Regions from separate parts of the Mus musculus genome. Here region 2 is linked to region 1. The links are chromatin contacts, called in public Hi-C maps. All regions are on one chromosome and are shown on one strand. Each heading gives the region's core, a stretch centred on a gene start, on an enhancer-like site or on the middle of the called end of the contact. The rest is flanking DNA. Distances are from core to core; before and after follow the strand shown. Region 1 holds the start of Rnf6 (ring finger protein (C3H2C3 type) 6). Region 2 holds the start of 1700028E10Rik (RIKEN cDNA 1700028E10 gene).

Region 1 (5,268 bases), core at 1,295-3,794:
TCTGACTTGGTGATAACTTTTAAAGCAAAGGCCTAGACCTACTAGCTCCTAAAAGTTGTTTTGTTGTTGTTTATATGTTGAGTTCTTTATTGTAAGACTTGACACATGCATTTGACTAGTGGATGCATTTAAAATAAATAAATAAATAAAGCCAGGCGGAGGTGGCACACGTCTTTAATCCCAGTACTTGAGAGGCAGATTTCTGAGTTCGAGGCCAGCCTAGTCTACAGAGTGAGTTCCAGGACAGCCAGGGATACACAGAGAAACCCTGTCCTGAAAAGCCAAAAATAAATAAATAAATGAATAAAATAAAATAAATAAATAAACTAGGCAGGCGGGTGGTAGCGCACACCTTTAATTCCAGCATTCAGGAAGCAGACGCAGGAGAATCCTGAGTCCAAGACCAGTCTGGTCTACAGTGAAACCTTGTCTGCAAAACCAAAAACCAAATAAAAAATGCAAACAAACAAAAACAAACAACCCTCCTAATTTTAAAATGCAATGCTAGTTAGTTGTCTTAGGGTTTCTATTCCTCCGATGAAACACCACAACCAAAAACCAAGTTGGGGAGGAAAGGGTTTATTTACACTCCCATCACTGGAAGAAGTCAGGACAGGAACTCAAACAGGGCAAGAACTTGGAGGGAGGAGCTGATACAGAGGCCATGGAGGGGTGCTGATTACTGGCTTGCTCTGCCTGTTTTCTTATAGAACTCAAGGCTACCTGCCCAGGGAAGCACCACTTACAGATAGTGGCTGGGCCACTAACTGAGAAAATGCCTTACAGCTGGATCTCATGGAGGCATTTCCTCAACTGAGGCTCTTTTCTCTGTGATGACTCTGGCTTGTGTCAAGTTAACACACAAAACCAACCACTAAACTAGGTGTAGTAACACATGTCTTCATTCCTAGCACTCAGGAGAGAGGCAGACTAATCTCTGTGTGCTCCAGAGCAGCCTGGTCTACAGAGTGAATTCTAGAACATTCAAGAATGTGTGTGTGTGTGCGCGCACACACACACACACACACACACACATATGAGACCCCTTGGGGGGAGCAAGATTCACTCAGATGTTAATTTAATTAATAATATCAAAAAGTAAAGGATTTCCATTTGCACTGCAATCAGTAACTATTAGCAAAGTGCATTTTTGGTGGTCACAGCAGAAACTTGGTTTTTTTTTTTTGGGTGGGGGGGGTGTTTCGAGACAGGGTTTCTCTGTATATCCCTGGCTGTCCTGGAACACACTCTGTAGACCAGGCTGGCCTCGAACTCAGAAATCCGCCTGCTTCTGCCTCCCAAGTGCTGGGATTAAAGGCGTGCACCACCACGCCCAGCTTAGAAACTTGATTTTTGAAACAGATGTTTAATAAGTGGAAATCTAATGACAAAAAAAGTCAAGTTCTTTAAAATATTAAAAAACCAGAGATCTTCTCCTCCAAGGCAATATTCTTGGATTAACTAAGCATAAGTAAGGCAAAATGAATACCTTATTTTCCTTTGAACATTCTTCTAACAGATGAGACTGTATCCATGCTTCTGATGTTTGTGCCTCTTTTGAGAGCTGCTCATCTGAATAAAAACAAAAGTTGTATTATTCAGCAAACTGCCTCTTTGAAGTCCCGGAACACCCAGTAGTCTCCCGACTCCTCTGCAAAGCCAGAGCTAAATTCTCCAGAAGGTTCTGTTATACCATCATCTAGGTAATTAGAGACTCATACAATTAGATAACAAAAAAAAAAAAAAAACCTCCCAGAAGGTCTCTCCTCCTACACTGTCACCGCTCCGAGGATTGCGCCTCCTCCTTTCTCAAAGGCCTTCGTACCGTATCACGTTCCCATCTGGGTGTAGCTAGGGTTAGGTGAGGAAGTTAGTTTAGTTCTAAGCCTTCACTTCGTTGTCAACCGCCCCCACCATCCCGCTACTGGTTCTTTTCCTTATCCTGTTAATCGAGGCCCCCGACTAGGGTTAAGATGAAGTCCCTACTCCAGTAAACGAACTGGACTCAGGAACCCGACCAATCTCACCTCAATCTAGCCTCAAGTAACGCTTCCCCTGCGACCTGGATTTGGCTTTGGGGCCGGCCAATCAGCAACTAGCAAAGCTCAACCAGCAAGCAATAAGCCAATCGGATAAGAGGTAAGTGTCTCTCCCCTCGGAACCCCGCCCCCTAGCACGTCCTCCTCTCCGAGGCGTCTCCCGGAAGTAGTAGTGAGACTCACCAAATGACCCTTCCCCCGCCCCGTGTACCCAACGCCCCCTCCCCCCGACCCCACCTCCAGCGCGATGACCCGCGGTTGTTCTCACCGAGGCGGCGAGGGGGCGGAAGGTTCTTGGCCGAGCCTTCGAAGGCCGCTACGCCCTCTAATCTTCCCCTGAGGCGCGAAGCTCAGAGTCTGTGTTGCTGCTCGGAGTCGACCTGGCGGAGAGAAAGCTAAGAGAGGAGCGTCCGATCTCCGGCCTTCTCGCACCGCCTCGGAGAACTAAGACTGGCCACCGTCTGCAGCGACCCTGCCGGTGCGTCTGGAAACGGCGCTCCCCGGAAGCCGAGCCGCGGCGCCCGAGTTCCGCATCTGCTGTGCGCAGGTCCGGCTGTCGCGGGCTCGGGTCAAGGCACTCAGAGCCCGTGGCGGCTTCAGGACCGAAGGCGGAGGCGCCTTTCCACCCTTTGGAAATGCCAGCTCCTCTTCTCGTATTTCAGTGTCCTTTGACGAAGTCTGGAGAAAAACGCATCTGTCAAGCTGTTCGTTGCTCATTACTACCCGGGTTAACTACCCAGTTTGAAATTTTCCCTTAGTGTAGTTCACTGGGATGAGGAAACTAAATATCAAGTGCTTGTGATGAGAAAGCACTTCGAAGCTCCCAATATTAACCATTCACGTTCTTTCTCTCCCGCTATCCCTTGTCTAATTTCTTTTTTCATTATATGACACCAGATTTACCCAACCATTTCTTGTGGTCCTGGTAGGGCCCTTTCCTGACACCCCCATCAGCCAAATGGCTTAATCAGTTTAATACGCGCATACTGCTGTGATTCATAACTCTTTCCTCCCTTCTTTCATTATTGAGTGACTTTGTTTTGTTTTGAGACGGGGGCTCATATAGCCCAGGCAGGCCTTTAGCTGGTGAGCTTCTTGCCCTTCTTAGGGATGTGCTACCATGTTTGCTGGGTGCTTTGTTACCATGATGTAGCAAGCCTTAGCATCAATGAAACTACTAGAGTAAAAGGTGATACTGTCTATCAGGAGGATTCCCCTCCTCTCTCCCCATCTGTTTAATATTTAAAACATAGGAGAGTGTTACAGATTTCTCCTGTAGAAAAGTGACCCCAATTGGGGAGACCAATGGCTTTAAAGTGGGTTGGGTCTTATTTAGGGTGTCCTGCTTGGTGATTATTTTCTCTCCCTTTGAATATTGATCCAAACTGTCTATATGTCCTTTTATGTTGTTGTTCTGAGGATAAGACTTTCCTTTGAGTTTCCTTCTGGAAGTAAGGTTATTGTTGGAGTTCCTTTCCCCAACTTCATCAGGGAGCTATGTGATGGAGACAGTGGTGGGTGTATGTCTCTGTGTAGCCTGACTTTGTTTTTTTTCTAGTATCCAATTGCTTCATGATTCTCTAAAGCTTTCTTTGTATAGCTCTATTTGGGATTGTGGTGGTTTGAATAGGAATGGTCCCCGTAGATCCATGTGTTTGAATGCTTGGCCATAGTGAGTGGCACTATTAGGAGGTGTGGCTTTGTTAGAGGAAGTGTGTCACTGTGGAGGCAAGGCTTTGAGGTTTTAGATGCTCAAGCTACAGCCAGTGTGAAACATATTCAGTCTCCTCCTTGCTGTCTGTGTATGGATTAAGATGTAGAGCTCTCAGCTCCTTCTCTAGTACCATTATCTCCTGCACACTGCTATGCTTCCCACCATGATGCTAATGGACTAAACTTCTACAACTATAAGCCAGCCCCAATGAAATGCTTTCCTTTACAAGAGTTGCCTTGGTCATGGTGTCTCTTTACAACAATAGAAACTTTGACTAAGATGGGGAGATGTCTATTTTTTTTCTTACTCTGACTATGTCTTTCAGAGGCACACATCAAGCCAGCCCTCTCATCTCTCACCTTACCTTGAAGTCCCTTCCATTTCTTTTTAATACTGGAAGTGGGACTTGTGAACAGACGTTCCCCCCTCCCCTCCAGGGACATGTTAAACACTCTACAAGGCAGATTGGTTAAAAGTTCCATGATTGTGTTACAAGTCAAAGCCAAATAACCCTGGGATATCTCTCGCCATGTCCCCCCACAATAACCACTTATCACCCATGTCTGTGTGTAACCTAACGTCCTTGTGACTAGCAGGTTAGGCCTTATGGAAAGTCCCTTAGCTTCCACCAACTCAAAATAATCTAAGCAGATAGCATCTGTGGCCAGTAGCACATACTTTCCTGCTTTTACGAGATCTGCCTGCCTGTTAACACCAACCTCCACCCTCCCTCCCTCCCTCCCTCCGTCCCTCCCTCCTTCCCTTCCTTCCTTTTGTCCTTCGAGATAGGGTAGCCCTGTGTAGCCTGGGTGTCCTTAGCTTTATAGACCAGACTGGCCTTGAACTCAGAGATCTGTCTGCCTCTGCATCCTGAGTGCTGAGACTAAAGGCGTGTACCACCAGATTTGGCTTTATCCATCAAGGTATCTTGAAAGTATCTCAATTTTATTTTCTTTGTTCTGTTACTATAAAACCATCATGAGCTGGGCAGTGGTGGCGCACGCCTTTAATCCCAGCACTTGGGAGGCAGAGGCAGGCGGATTTCTAAGTTGGAGGCCAACCTGGTCTACAAAATGAGTTCCAGAACAGCCGGGGCTACACAGAGAAACCCTGTCTCAGGGGAAAAAGAAAGTCATGAATCTGTTACTGCTACGGAACATGGTATTTGGAATAACTGAAATCTGTCTTCCCAAGCCGTGGCCGCTCACATTTGGCTCCAGGACAAACTCATTCTTTCTGAGGCTAGAACTGCTTTTGCATTAAGGGGTTTTGGTGGCTGAATGTGGAGCCCCAAAGATGATCCAATTTCGTAATAGGAGTCACTGGATTGTTGCCAGGCTGGGCCTCTAGTGCCAACTGTTTGGTGTTGATTCCTCAGCGGAATGCTGGTGAGTTGTTTCTGGGACTTAGACCTACCTTGGTTTGCTTTATTTTGCACTGGTTGTGAGGATCCTCTTAGTTTGGTTACTTTATTATTCTCCCTGTTTGCTTAGGGAGCTCTTTGTTTGTTTAAAG
Region 2 (5,268 bases), core at 1,744-4,243, 5.1 Mb after region 1:
AGGCACTGAAGATATGGCTCTGTCATTAAGAGCACTAGCTGTTCTTCCAGAGGTCCCAGGTTCAATTTCCAGCACCTATAAGGCAGCTTACAAACATCTATAACACCAGTTTCAGGGGATCTGCTGTCTTCTTCCAGCCTCCAAGGTCATTGGGCATACATGTGGTAAACATGTACATGCAATGCAGGCAAAACAGCTGTACACATACAATAAAAATAAAAAACAAAATTTTCTCCTAAAATTGGATGACTGTCAATCCATCAGTACCTGTAATTGTGTGATTCATCATGAACACCACAGACTTCCAGTCTCTTTTGCTACTTTTAATGTGTGTGGAACTGCACATTACACAGCTCTAGTTTGTCAATAATGTAATTGCCCATGAAGATGCTATCTTGGAGCTTCTTCCTATTATGTTTTGCTGTGGGTTAAACAATCAAATTTCATTTTGTTCTATGATAGTAGACTTTACTTTAGGTTTCAAAAAATTATTTCAGCATGAAATAAATATTAGCAAGAGGACAAACACTACCAAGTCGAATACATGAATAATATGGATGACAAAGTTATGGAGGATATGCTTGGGATAGTTTTTGATAAAATGGACAAGTTAATTTAGGGCAAGTCACTTCCCCAATGCTTTTCATCCTAGCCCTTTAGGGTCATGTTTAGCATTTAACAGAGCCATGCATTGTCAAGGTTTATTGAATTAAAGTGTGAAGTGCAGAAAGCTGGAAATTATATGGGTTCTAGGAGACCACTGACATGAGGTCAAGTCAATCTCTCTTCAGATCTATCAGGGGTAGTCTCCACGTAATGAAGATTTTGAAAATCGAGTATAGCTTCCCTCGGGCATACGGTCTCAACCTTTTCCTATTTCTGACCTATTCTGAGTGACCTACAATGCTGCCCATATTTTCTACTTGGCCCTTACATAAATGTAACATGGCACCATTCAAATGAAAATAGTGAGACAGGGTAAGCAGATTCTCCTTGGGTGCCAGAGTAGCATGTTATTGTAGAGTTAAGCAGGAGTCTGACTCGCAGGAAAAAAAGGACAGGAGGATGAGAATGAGTATGATGATGATGATGATGGTAAGGAGGAGGAGGAGGAGGAAGATACAGGCATAGAAAATGAAGGCAGAGTTACCAGGTTCTCATTTGCCTACAGCAGATCATCCACTTTTCTCCACTCATGATGCCACACCTGTGCAATTTCTACCTTAACGTTTCTACTCCATTAGCTCACTTTAAAGAGCATTTAAAAAAAAATAGCATCATGCAGACACACCAAGGCTGATATGTGTATAAACTCACAGAGACTGTGACAACACACACATTACCTACAGAGTCAAAGCAGAAAAGAGTGCTCATCTTAAAGGGAATAAAAGATAGTCTATTTAGGATCCATTTTTAGTGACCATGGCCCAGGAACACAAATTTTATGCTCCTACATGGAAGCAGTTTTAGTTTTACAGAACAGAGAAAATAATGAATCGAGACATGTAAAACACATCTGTGGGAATACCATAAAGGCAATTCAGGAAGATGGGGCAGGTTTTCTTACAGGTCTCATCTGATGACTTTCTTGTTTTTTAGGTTGGTAGAAGCTAGTATCAGCCAACAGATTTCATTCTTTTTAAAAATCTCTCATGGGATTTTAGTTCTGACACAAAGCTGACTAAGGAATGGCAGTTGGAGTACATAGGAGACTAAAACTAGACTAAGATAAGGTAGTTAAACTCTGGACCTGCAACATTCCAATTTTGCTACAGCACTAAAATTCTAATCAGTCTCTGCCACACCCGGCCCCCCACCCCCAGGAGTTTTCATTCACAACAGGTTCAAGCAAGGGGGAAAAAAAAAAAAACAGTACAAACTAGGGGTTAGAGATTACAAAGTTCCATTCCTAACCAAAAGGCATGTACAACTGATAACTGATAATACTGGGAAAGGTAAAATCAATTTTCCCCTATGGAGTATCAACCACACTTCTGGGAAGGCCCCATGCCCAGAAGTAACTGGCCAACACAAAATTGTGTGTTTGTGAGTGTGTGTGCGAGCGTGCATGTTTTGTTACTTTTTTATGTTTGACTTTATTTAAATCTTTGACAGCAAGGACCTCTGAAATTCCTAAAAGCATCTACCAAAAGCTGAAGACATTCCTGGGAAACTCGGGAGCTTTGGGAAACTGTCTTTCAGCCGAAAGTGTTATGTATATTTAAAGGTGGACACTAATACTTTCTGCAATACAAGTTCATAGTCCTCACGATACAACTAAAATAAAAACAAAGCCCATGTACCAGGGTAAAGTACTGTCCAGCTACTTAAAAATGGGTTTGGATCAGACACAGCCAACGTGGGAAAGGGGCGGAGTTTTCCCCTGGCAGCGTTCAAACCCTCAACAAACGGTTCTGTGCAAAGCCACACCGCAGAATGCAGAGTGCCAATATCCTGACAAAAATAAAGGGTAAAGCTCAAATTAAGCGCTTTAAAAGTCCGTAATATAAGCCTTTCCAAATCCTTAGATGCCATTAGCTGTCACGGGTAGCCTCGAGTGGGTAACGATGCAAGGACTGACACTGGCTGGGAATCAATGGCGAGAAAGCAGCTCGAGACTACCTTGTACATCGCTAACGTTCCAGAGATTTCCAGAAACTGAATTTACAGCCAGAAACCAACTCCTGTGAGAGGGAAGCAACAAAACAGACAAAAACCTGCTAAGACACCAGTTTAATGTCCGCCCGGCGAGGCCTGCAAGCGATCAAAGATGGAGAAATCAGCACATGCCTCCCGCAACAACGCCCTCCTAGTACGCAAGCGCTCGCGCGCCCGCGCGGAGGCCCCGCCCCTCGCGTGCACGCCCAGACCAGGCGCGCGCAGCGGAAGTTACCGCCTCCAAGGCCCCTCCTGGCTCTTCCGCCACGAGGCCCCGCGTTCGCAGTCCGGTTCCGGTTGTAGCTCCGCCCCCGCGCGGGAACACGCTAGAAGGCTGGATATCCGGGCCAGGAGGCTCGCGGAGCCCTCACTTCCGGTGGTGTCTCAGCCCAGCTCCCTTGAGGCGCAGGTTCTGGCTCTCGGTGCGGTAGCGCCATCTGGCGCCGAGTGTTCCCCGGACTGCGGAGGGGCGCGCTTCCTCCCTTCAGAACATTCCAGAGACACCGCGGCGGCCGGGGTAGGCTTTATGCGCTCCGCCAGAAGGGCGGGACCCAAGACTCCTCCTCCACCGAGTTCCCGCGCGGGAAGGGTTTTGCGGTTACCCTGAGCGGAAATGGTTGGAGTCTGGAGCGGGAACGGACCTCACGCGGGAGGAAACCGGCCTTTTCCCGTCTTTTCAAGTCCTGGCGACACAGTTCCTGCCCCACTGGCTCTCCTTTTTTGTTTCCTCCTTTCTGGGCACTGTGCTTCGGTTCTTCACTCGGCGTGGACCGAGGTCCTCCATGTCCCGCTTTGCAGAGAGGAGGCTTTACTTTGTAGCCTTTCGTTAGCCTGTGTTGGAGAAAAGCTTTTGCTCCATTACGTCTGTTAAGCTGGGGTGTTGCGAAAACGAGCAGTATCGGGGATTAAACATTAGAAGAATGATAATAGGTTTTTAAAACAAGACAGTCTCACCAGGTTCATCTCAGAACTGTGAAATTAACGCTGTGGCTGTTATGCCGTATTTCCTTTAGATAAGGGAAAACGAGTTTCCACCAGAGCTAGAAAGTGAACATAACTTTCCTCTTAAAAGAATTCATGTTTAAAAAAGTCCAGATGTAATACACTTGGAGCACTGTTAGCTATTGTGAGTTATTGTGTATCAAGATGCACAGTGCGAGCCAGTGAGATGTCCCTTAGAAGTCAGAGATCTGCGGTCACTTGTCTCTGGACCTTTCTCCCCCACTACAGCAGTATTTTCCCTACCTGTGCATGCATTTGAGTTCAGAAGGCTTTTAAGAGGCCAGTTCACTAGAGTTTAGAACTGGGAGAGGTGATATGGAAGGAGAGCTAGGTGACTAAGGCCCACAGTTGGAATAGTTTAAAGAGTTCAGGAGAGCTCTTCGCTGTTATTGCTGTTTTGACACATTAACCCGACAGATTAGTAGCCTTTCTAGCAGGTGCCAAGGGAGCAAACTAAGCGCTAAAACCATAAAGTTTGTACAGTCACACATTCGGGAAGCAAGTTCATATAATATACTCTGTTGTAGAGGGTGCTGTAACACCAGGTATACAAAATTTCTCAATTATGTCATCTCTGTTCTTCAGAGTTTCTTGAAAATAGTAACTCAAAAAATCACTTCAACAGACATTTAAATTTTTACACCCAGGAAGGTAACATTTTAAAAATCCCTTTCCTTTTGTAACTTCTTTATAGTTTCTTCTTTTCACTAAGTCATTGCCCTTTACCCCTACTGTGTCATTTAAAATGTACAGAATGCTTTAATGCTTTCTGTTTGTGTGTGTGCGCGTGTATGTGCGCGCGCGTAAATAAGTTTTTGTATTCTGAGTTTGACAATGGCATTTGACCCTAACCATCAGTAAAATGCATTGCTCTCTGTAACCATTCCCTTTGTCCCCAATAGAAATACAGATATTCCTAGATAGGCTTGTCGTGTTCATAGCTATGTTGCTCCTAAAAGTGATTTTCTAGTACTAAAAAGGTTAGATTGTTTACTGAAGTGTGAGTGAGTACTATAAAGACTGTATTACCTTTAATTACAAGTTAGTGTATCTAACTGTGAAGATAAGTGAAATAGTATTTTTATAATGACTCAGACTTCCATTACAAGGCACTAGAGAGATGGCTTGGCTAAGTCTGGTCTCCAATGGCACCAGGCATGCACATGGCATACAGACATATATGCAGTCAAAAAACGCATATACATAAACTAATGATAAAACAAAATTGGCTGTTCTAACTCCATTGTTTTTACTAACAAAATAGAGGAAAATTCAGATTCAGAGATCCCTCCTTCCCTCTCTCTCTCTTCTTTCCTCACTAACCTGAATGAGTCGCCATTTAAAGGGTCAGAGGGAGGTAGCAGGGGAGAGCGTGGGGCTTAACCTATTTTCAAATAACTATTCATACTAATGAAACAAAGCACACATCCTTTTCATTTTAAACCAGTCTTGTAAAAATGGAGCACATACATGTTCATTAACATTACTTGCTGTATTTTGAGTCCTTTATTATAGTTGTTAGTGAATATTTATTTACTATGGCTATTAACATCACCATTTATTCAGGGTAATTTTGTCAGTAGGCATTATATGAAATGATACTGAAAT

The links. Hi-C and Micro-C count contacts between places; a contact is called where the count stands out from the background.
Region 2: a Hi-C map of B cells shows a contact between it and region 1, with 5 read pairs. The contact joins the promoter of 1700028E10Rik here to the promoter of Rnf6 in region 1. A contact is called at or near these places in 2 of 39 promoter capture datasets (cranial neural crest and erythroid cells) and 3 of 484 Hi-C or Micro-C datasets (B cells, CD4 T cells and regulatory T cells).

Annotation. Positions count from the first base shown.
Region 1 is chr5:146,218,913-146,224,180 of GRCm38.p6, forward strand. It overlaps Rnf6 (ring finger protein (C3H2C3 type) 6), which reads right to left and starts at 2,545. Exons shown (of 5, transcript NM_028774.3): 1 at 2,308-2,545; 2 at 1,490-1,572. Gm38745 (a long non-coding RNA gene) reads left to right here and starts at 4,805. Exons shown (of 2, transcript XR_868694.1): 1 at 4,805-5,141.
Region 2 is chr5:151,365,682-151,370,949 of GRCm38.p6, forward strand. It overlaps 1700028E10Rik (RIKEN cDNA 1700028E10 gene), which reads left to right and starts at 2,994. Exons shown (of 4, transcript NR_045700.1): 1 at 2,994-3,175. It also overlaps a transcript of Stard13 not described here.